2 separate regions of the Bicyclus anynana genome follow, and region 2 is linked to region 1. Evidence: chromatin contacts called from public Hi-C data. All regions are on one chromosome and are shown on one strand. The core of a region is the stretch at or near the end of the contact, and the rest is flanking DNA. Distances in the headings are between cores, read along the strand shown. Region 1 overlaps LOC112045559 (rho guanine nucleotide exchange factor 28). Region 2 overlaps LOC112045559 (rho guanine nucleotide exchange factor 28).

Region 1 (4,535 bases), core at 981-3,480:
TATGACGTATTAGGTTTGTTTAGTATATAAACATTGGAAATTAAAAGTTAATAAGTATAAAACAACTTAATCCAATATGTAAAAAAATACATACTCGTTTTAATTTAGTGTTAAGTATGACACCAATTGATTATTATTTAATTAAATTACATCATGCTAATATTTGAGTAACATTAATATCCTTAGACATTAGTACCGAGTAGCATCCACTTTTACTTATTTAGACGCGAAAATAATAATTTTTATTTGTTTCAAAATTCCTATTCTACATCAAACTTCAATTGTATATTCAACAAGATATTATTTACAATAATTTCATCAAACATTTATTTTATTATTATAACAGTGTATTTAATTCAAGATTATTCCAAATTAATTGAAACTTACTTAATAATGTGATGCACGTTTTTAAGTGACCCGAAATTTAAATTACTGCTGGGGACACCAAGGATTTTATTATGGCCTGATTGGAAATACTATAATATTGGGGGCGCCACAAGCATGAATCGAAATTATAGTCAAAGTTACAATGAAATAAAAATAAAAATAATTCTGAATCTGTGGACTGTAGATTCTTTAATGGGATCACAGGAAGGATGTTTATGCCAATGCGGAAGCTTTAATAGACTATTAGGACGAGTAGAGTTAAGCTTTTTATAGACGTCGACTCGGAATAAACGGCATAAAGCTTTGAATCGGAGATGTGAAGTGGAAGTAAGTACCGACTTTTAGAATCCCTTATAGTATACTTTTATATCAGTTATAGATATGCATAGTATGCTCCACACTTCTAGTTCGTTCTGAACTTGCCACTCGCAACTCCACTGGGATGTTTTTGTATGCGCCTCGTGTTCAAGGCGGACTTGTAGTCTGGCGCATACTATAACATAGAATCCAAGCTGCCTACATTATTTAAAAACCTTATTCTAGGTTCTTTTTATTTTAATAATATTTGTCGTCACCTTTATTTTTAACTTGACTAGGTATCGTTTCATAACATTAATTGTAATTAATTTTTAATATTGAGGAGATTATTATTTGAAAAAAATTAGGTAACCGTAAACGAAGTGATAGCTGCAAAGTGTTGTACATAGCTGCAAGGAACTGTATTATTACTATAGTAGAAAATATAAAACAAAGAAAAAATAACAATAAAAATATTAGCTGCCAATTTAAGTTGCAATTCTCGAAAACGGTGTAATAACAATTTTAGATAAATATCGATTAGTTATTTTAAATCCCTTCTTTAAAATCTTCTCTTCTATAAAAGTGGTGAAACAAAAATGTTACTGATTGATAAATTGCATCCTAAGATTTAAGTCACAATAACCAAAATTTCTTTAAAATGTGTAAATTTTTTTCATTGCGAATCCCTAAATATATAAATTAAAGTATATAATATTTCATATAGTAGTCATACACAATAAGAAGCCGATGTTTGAAGTTATCGTCAAATGAAATATATAAAAAAGATTTATAACAGGTTATAATCGATTTTTTAAAATTTATAGCTACGATAACAATAAACTACTGTCAAATTCGTCTTTGCGTTAAACGTTTAAACGTCCAAAATTCACTCGTTTTTATAGTAATACACACTTTTTTTTACCCTTTTTAAACTCTTTTTGTTCCAATTCCGTATATTATGAAACAAAGCGTCAGAATAATACTTAAATCGGGGATTATTCTTAAATTGTAAGGAAATTTTGCAACTTTAAAAAATCTGCCTAGGACGACCCTTAGGGCGGTTACGCACTGCATCTGATCTGAATCTGTGAAAAACAGATTTAAAAAACTCAGACCAAATTCGAATATTGCTCTAGCACTAATCCGATTTCTGATCAAAATCCACGCTATTCGTCAGACAACTTTGGCATTCGCCTCGCAATAGAGTTCCACGGATACATCCGACTTGCATCCGAGGCACATCAGAGGTATTCTCAAGGAAGAAGGAGTGCGTGAGCTACCAATATAATTCTATGAATTCAGAACATTTTTTCACAGATTAGCATCGGATGCAATGCGTAATCCTTATTAGATAAAACATAACACTCAATTGCAAAGTTATTGTTGTGAATATACGCCGAAACGAGCATACAAATTGTATATAAAAAGATATTTGTTAAATGAACGAGCTAAACAAAATGTTATAGGTTATATTGGTAAGGGGAATGGTCAGAGTGAAGGGGGTTTAAGATAACCGGCACTCTCAGGAGCTCTTGTTGCCGCTACGCGAACGCGCGTGTCAGAAGTATATGACCTCCTCCTCGGGCGCGTGCGCGGGCGCGTGAGCGGGCACGGGCGCGGTAGCGGGCGCGACGAGCGGCACGTCCGGTGACCGCACCCGGAACTTGTCCGGCAGTTTGGGGTATGTGTTTGTTCTGTTTGCAAACAAAATGGCGTGTTTAATTACTCTAAAGCAACGTTTCCCCGCAGGTGAGTAAAAAAAATACCGGGTCGCAGCATTATGGAGGCAATGCTGCGACTTTAAATAACTACTAGGAGATGGTAGATTTTATTTCTTGACTAACGTGACAATAATGATCGCTCGACGGGCGGATTATAGGTATTATGGATCTAAAACTTAAGTAAGGGGGAGTATGAAATTTACCGGGTCACAGTAAAGTTTGGGAAACGTTGCTCTAAAGCGTCAGCTACCGTGATATTACATTACATTGTATATCAGATACAGTGTTTTGTAACAACACTCTTATATGAGGTATTCGCACATACACTGACATTTAAAAAACTCAAAAAGACTCCAAATGAAGTCTGAGAAATGCATGGTATATATACATTGTTTGAAGCAGGAGAGTAAAAAATAATGCAATTTCTCAAAAGTGGATGTTTTTTAGATAATGTTTTGTCATGATATATTCGCGTTGTTAGGGTAATTTGTTCTGTTTAACATGTTCCACGGATATTTAGGTCAAATGAATTTTTAGACAAGTTAAAGACGGAGCTAAAGGTAATTTTGCAATAGTATTTTGTGTCATGACACCAAATATGACATAGCTTTGTCTCGTTTTTTTAGACTGATGCTTTCTCTCTTTCTATATACTTCTCTGTCTACAGAAATAATGAATGAGTCGGCGAATGAATGAATGAATAACTGAACGAATGTTACCTTGTGGCTTTATTGTTGGGAAGCTGTTGCGAAGGCAGAGGGGCGGGCGAGCTGCCGGTGCGTGTGTGATGTATCACTAGGCCCTGCGGCTGTCAACACAATCAATGTACAATACATATATAGCTTGGCAAATTCCTTCGTAACACTCCCGATGGTCTGCGGGGGCCAGGAGGGGGTAGCGATGCCCCGTGCGCACAATCAGTTAAGTGAAATCGTAACAAACAAATTCATATTTTCATTTGTAACATATGTTAGGAATTATTACAAGGAACAATGTATATATTATATACATTGTTTTTTGTCAACCCCATTGATATTGACAAAATACAAATAAATATTTCTTGAGTCTCACAATCTTAAAGTATAGGTTTATATTCACAAAAAAAGTGAATTAATAAAAATAACGAAAAAACTCTTCACGAAACTGTTTTACGTTTCGTTCATTTTATGTTGCAGCTGCAATAATAAAGCTTTAATTTAACTGTTTATAAAAAAAGTTTAGTTTATTTTAGCGTGAATAAAGCCAATCAGTTTAATAAAAAAAAACAAAATATTTGTCTGTTATGATTAAAAAAATGTTGCATTCAGAACTATAAGAGTGCCATTTAAAACCAATTTCTGTTCCTGTATATTATACTGCACAGCGCAACAAAGCAAAAAGTGCATCACTAAATCAATAAAGTTACATGTATTCAATTTAACTTTATATTACAAATTTTTGTTACAGTTTTTCTATCTCAGGAAGTCGGTTTTGGCTTCTGTGTGTGTAAAGTAACGTCAGCACAGCAGAAACGTGTTATTAAATTATTTAGTGATACAGCAGAACAAGTGTTGTATAGACATTTGTTTACAAAGAAACCGTTGCTTAGCAACCACTTAGCCATATATACTTCTATACTAATATTATATAGCTGAAGACGATGAGTTTGTTTATTTGTTTGTTTGGAATAACTGGTCTTAATAAATCTTAGGTCTGGGTCTAATCTTAGGAAATACTGGTCCGATTTAAAAAATCCTTTAGTGCTAGATAGCCTATTTATCGAGGAAGGCTATAGGCATTTATATTATTATTCCCGTATTCCTACGGGAACGGTATACACGCAGGTGTAACCGCGTGGCGAGAGCTAGTAATTTATAAACATGTTTCTGATTTGCTAACGGTCCTTTAGTTTCACACTGTCACCTTATGCACAAAACTCATTATATCTCGTCGGACACGGACCGCCGCCGTGTCACCTCGCCGTCCATAGCGACGCCATGCTTAAGTCATTTCGTATGGTCAGAGAGCTGGTAGACATTTTTTGTGTAAGTATGAAGTTTCATACAAACAATACTGAACGGTTCGAGGCGATACAAAGCCGCTCCGCGTCGGGGGCGTTACAATGAGTTTTGACCATTACTAATACAA
Region 2 (5,039 bases), core at 2,480-4,979, 34 kb after region 1:
TCATCTCCAAACGCGACTTCACGCGTCAGTTAAAAACCTTGAATACAGAAAAGGTCGCGAGCTTCAGCTAGTTATATTACATACCTTGGAAGATTTAGGTTTATTGCATTCCACTATGTAATCTTTGCACACGTTTTGATGCACGGTCATGGTACAATCTGGAAGGGACAAAATCACATAAACATTACTTACGGGACTTTCAACGTATTTTATAACATATTAGACTGTCGATATTACTTTACTACTAAGTAAAAACATAAAATGACGAAACTAAAATGAAGTAAATGCATAATATAAGCTAGTAATGCAGTATAAAAATAACAACTCTTTGAGATGTTATGCATGGAGCTAATATTCAAGATAAGCATGTGGTACAATAAAGTAAAACCACGCGACTTGTCCTGTACATGACGTCACTATACTCAGCTGCATATACTCACTGTCACAATACAAGGCGGGTTTGTCGGCCAGTTCCCGCGCGCACCAGCCGCAGTGCGCGCCCGTCACCGCCGTCTTCCACGCGTGCGCTGCCTTGCGCGACTTGTCCTGTACATGACGTCACTACACTCAGCTACATATACTCACTGTCACAATACAAGGCGGGTTTGTCGGCCAGTTCCCGCGCGCACCAGTCGCAGTGCGCGCCCGTCACCGCCGTCTGCCACGCGTGCGCTGCCTTGCGCGACTTGTCCTGTACATGACGTCACTACACTCAGCTACATATACTCACTGTCACAATACAAGGCGGGTTTGTCGGCCAGTTCCCGCGCGCACCAGTCGCAGTGCGCGCCCGTCACCGCCGTCTGCCACGCGTGCGCTGCCTTGCGCGACTTGTCCTGTACATGACGTCACTACACTCAGCTACATATACTCACTGTCACAATACAAGGCGGGTTTGTCGGCCAGTTCCCGCGCGCACCAGTCGCAGTGCGCGCCCGTCACCGCCGTCTGCCACGCGTGCGCTGCCTTGCGCGACTTGTCCTGTACATGACGTCACTACACTCAGCTACATATACTCACTGTCACAATACAAGGCGGGTTTGTCGGCCAGTTCCCGCGCGCACCAGTCGCAGTGCGCGCCCGTCACCGCCGTCTGCCACGCGTGCGCTGCCTTGCGCGACTTGTCCTGTACATGACGTCACTACACTCAGCTGCATATACTCACTGTCACAATACAAGGCGGGTTTGTCGGCCAGTTCCCGCGCGCACCAGCCGCAGTGCGCGCCCGTCACCGCCGTCTTCCACGCGTGCGCTGCCTTGCGCGACTTGTCCTGTACATGACGTCACTACACTCAGCTACATATACTCACTGTCACAATACAAGGCGGGTTTGTCGGCCAGTTCCCGCGCGCACCAGTCGCAGTGCGCGCCTGTCACCGCCGTCTGCCACGCGTGCGCTGCCTTGCGCGACTTGTCCTGTACATGACGTCACTACACTCAGCTACATATACTCACTGTCACAATACAAGGCGGGTTTGTCGGCCAGTTCCCGCGCGCACCAGTCGCAGTGCGCGCCCGTCACCGCCGTCTGCCACGCGTGCGCTGCCTTGCGCGACTTGTCCTGTACATGACGTCACTACACTCAGCTACATATACTCACTGTCACAATACAAGGCGGGTTTGTCGGCCAGTTCCCGCGCGCACCAGTCGCAGTGCGCGCCCGTCACCGCCGCCTGCCACGCGTGCGCCGCCTTGCGCGACTTGTCCTGTACATGACGTTAATGACATGTTAAGCAAATATTTACGATTATTTTTCATAGTAATTATCTACTTAATTACATATTTCATTAGTGTATTGCGAAACGGTTGCATATTAGAGATTTTTAAAGTCGAGTTTTGTTTATAAAACAATCGAAATAAGTTTTGTGTGTTAATCAAAGGAGAGTTACAGAAGTATAGTCAAGACTTTCTACTTTTGAAAGAAAACAATTACATAAATATTATTTATTAACTTATTCACGATTTTAAATAACTTAAAGCGCTTGCTAACGTAGTCGTACTATATTAGTATAAATGTCACCATTAAATTATAAAATACGTCAGTTTATAATCTCACTCGCGATATTGTAATCTGTCGATATATTGTGAACTGAACATACTGATTACAATTTAACGTATTATTTTTCGGTATGTTATAATCTATCGAAGTGAAACCGTTAAACCGTTACAAAAATATTACAGGGGCATAATAAAAATAGTAAAAAATTACAATGGACAAATCGAAGAAAATAGAAAAAGAAAGAAAATCGGAGGGGTGGTCAGTGCGTTTTTTAATTTTTTTAATTGAAACACTTCATTATAAAACACCTTCATTAGTAAAATGTTGTTATTGTAAATTATAAGTATAATTTTGTCAAATCTAAGGTTAGGTTAGAATATAAAAATTGAGGTGCCCATTTAGGTCATTCTTAGGGTATGATAAATAATGAATAAATACGTGATGTCACAATTCTTGAAGTATTTTATTTGACTGACATGTGTGTTTCATTCCTAACTCTATGGACACAGAACCGTCTGCTGTAAGGCCGACCAATCAAGGGCAGTTCGGACAGTTGACGTTTTAAAATTGCAATGTAACGGTTTCACTTCGATAGATATATACCGAAAAATAACACTTTAAATTGTAATCAGTCTGTTCAGTTCACAATATATCGACAGACTACAATATAAACAAAGTGAAAGCGTACCTTTTTCTTTCTGAAGAACAAGCTGCCTCTTTTCCTTCGTTTCTCTGCGTGGTGTTCGTACGCGGCTCTGTCCACAAACAAACATACTCAATTACCTTACAGACTATTTTACTTACACTGCTGTCAAAATCTCACACCACATGCAAAAACGGTAAAACAAAAAACGCTCAAACAGACAATAAGCAAAGCAATGTGCTTATAATAAAATATTAACATGCAAAAAATATAATATTATTCCAATTGAGCTTTTACTTATTTATATATTATTAAATTTAAACAGGAACTTTTACATTATACCTGTATATTTTGGGCATGTCTTTAACAACAAAGAACTTGTACACTCACCTTGAAGACTGAAAAGTAACTGTATTGTAACCATAAACTTCAATATACTATAAACCAGATGAATGTTTTGATAAGAATCTTGGGACATTTATCAAATATTAAAGAGAAAAAATAAAAGCTACTTTTCAGTATATATTTAGACATTTGAAATTGAAATTAATCAAATCTCCGACCATTCGTGTACAAGCTAACGAGTAACAGAGCGAGACGTACAAAATGTAAATTAATCACTATTGCTCTGTTATTGCAAAATAGACTGTATTACAATTGATATAATAGCGATTTACAATAATTTGTAAGTAACATTAACTTGTTATAAAGCGACATGATCTTCAACTGCCACCTCAAAGCTCAAAAAGTGACTGAGAACAAAAATTATATGACATACTTTAGCCTTATCACACTTACTTATAACATTTCGTCTGAAATTCCTTTTATCCTTGATGTCATTGCAAAATGCACCTTAATTATATATCAAATAAAGTCGACTTAACATTTTACGCTGACCTTGTCTCCTCATTGTTACCATTTTCCTTGGTGGTATTGCAAAATGCACCTTAATTATATCGCGATAAGGTCGACTTACTGTTCCAAGAACGCCAAGCGATGCAACCCGAGGTGTTCCTGGTGCGTATTGTTCCGTCTGCCGATACCCTGTGCGGCGGCGCCCGCGCTCGCGGCCGACGCGTCCTCGTCACTTTCCGTCTCGCTCGCACCACCCGTGGATAAGCTAACACCGAGCGGGACGTACAATATGTGCGTGCGAGTATACATTTTGAATTGGTACAACTTTCAAAATGAATACGATTTAAGTGCTCAGACCAATTATAGGAGGACCAGTATTGCACCCGAATTCACGAACAACCAAGGAAAACGAGCTTAGATTTGGTATATATCTTAAACTAAACTAGAAGATTTTGGCCGTTTTTTACATCATTCAACTGCACAAAAAGGTAAATTTTTACGGAGCTCTGTAACCGCCGAACACGATTACAACAGTGAAACATCTATAATAAAGAGACAGTTTTTATAATCGCAACAGATCTTTGATTATATATTTTGACAGAAAAGTAACGTCTAGCGAGGCAGGTCTTATCCGATAATTGGTCTGAGTTTAAGTGTTAAAATTTATATTTTTAATTGACTTTAAATTAATACCTCACTTTTAGTTTATTATAGTGCTTCTGTGCGTGCAGTCAAAGTAAGTTTACACATAATAAAAATTGTTTGTATGTGTTACTAGTTTAAACAAAAATCCCAAGGGCACGTTTATCAAAACCAAATCATCAATACAAATATGATGAAATTATCATAAAAGTATCTGTAGTTACACAGATTTTAATATGGGTTAAGGTGCTGAGATTAAGCTTGTTTAACCCTTACTCCTAAATTGCTTTAAAACTTATAATTTAGACGATATTTATTGTCATGAAAAAAGTCCATTAACCAAGTTAAGTGATTACTCTGACTGCACGCTGCACGAAGTGCTTGTCTCGTATAAGCTAAGCAAAACTGTGCAAAAACAAAATACACTGACTATTGAACATGCACATAGTTTTAATAAATTTAATAAAAAACACCATGCACAGATATAATCTGAATTATTGAAACTGTCATAATCATCAATGAGATTTGTTGATAATTTTAATGAGGTTTGTTGATATATTATACAGTTTGCCTATGTTTTACTGAAAGTTAGTAGTTTTAATCTAAAAAGATTCCTTCTTAACTTAAATAAATTTTGAATTTTGAAAAGTTCACAGTTTAAAGATAGAATGTTCAAAAAGGTTATAGTAATAATAGAAAGGTAGAATGTTGAAAATATTCAAAGGGAAGGGAGGAATGTTGAAAATGTAGATATAGTTAATATCTTTTGAGTAACATTTAAAAAAATACAATACATGATTTTAAGTAAATTAGGTATGAAATGACATTCGTTTTTTACATTAATTTTTAATTTGTTTCCACACAGCGTTAGACTTTAGTAATAGTTAATGTTAATGTAGT

What was found. A called contact is a pair of places that touch in the nucleus more often than the background predicts.
Region 2: a Hi-C map of whole body shows a contact between it and region 1, with 1.5 times the contacts expected there. The contact joins two enhancer-like sites. A contact is called at or near these places in 2 of 2 Hi-C or Micro-C datasets (whole body and whole larva).

Annotation. Positions count from the first base shown.
Region 1 is chr2:3,085,986-3,090,520 of ilBicAnyn1.1, forward strand. LOC112045559 (rho guanine nucleotide exchange factor 28) reads right to left here. Exons shown (of 33, transcript XM_052884478.1): 32 at 3,128-3,216; 33 at 1-2,381. The coding sequence ends at 2,246. Among protein-coding and RNA genes, the nearest start is that of LOC112045549, 29 kb to the left of the region's middle. Within about 2 kb of position 2,231, at least 2 of the 8 cell types and tissues checked have open chromatin away from gene starts, as enhancers often do.
Region 2 is chr2:3,118,887-3,123,925 of ilBicAnyn1.1, forward strand. It overlaps LOC112045559 (rho guanine nucleotide exchange factor 28), which reads right to left. Exons shown (of 33, transcript XM_052884478.1): 9 at 2,688-2,754; 10 at 1,601-1,706; 11 at 85-158. Among protein-coding and RNA genes, the nearest start is that of LOC112045559, 28 kb to the right of the region's middle. Within about 2 kb of position 3,730, at least 2 of the 8 cell types and tissues checked have open chromatin away from gene starts, as enhancers often do.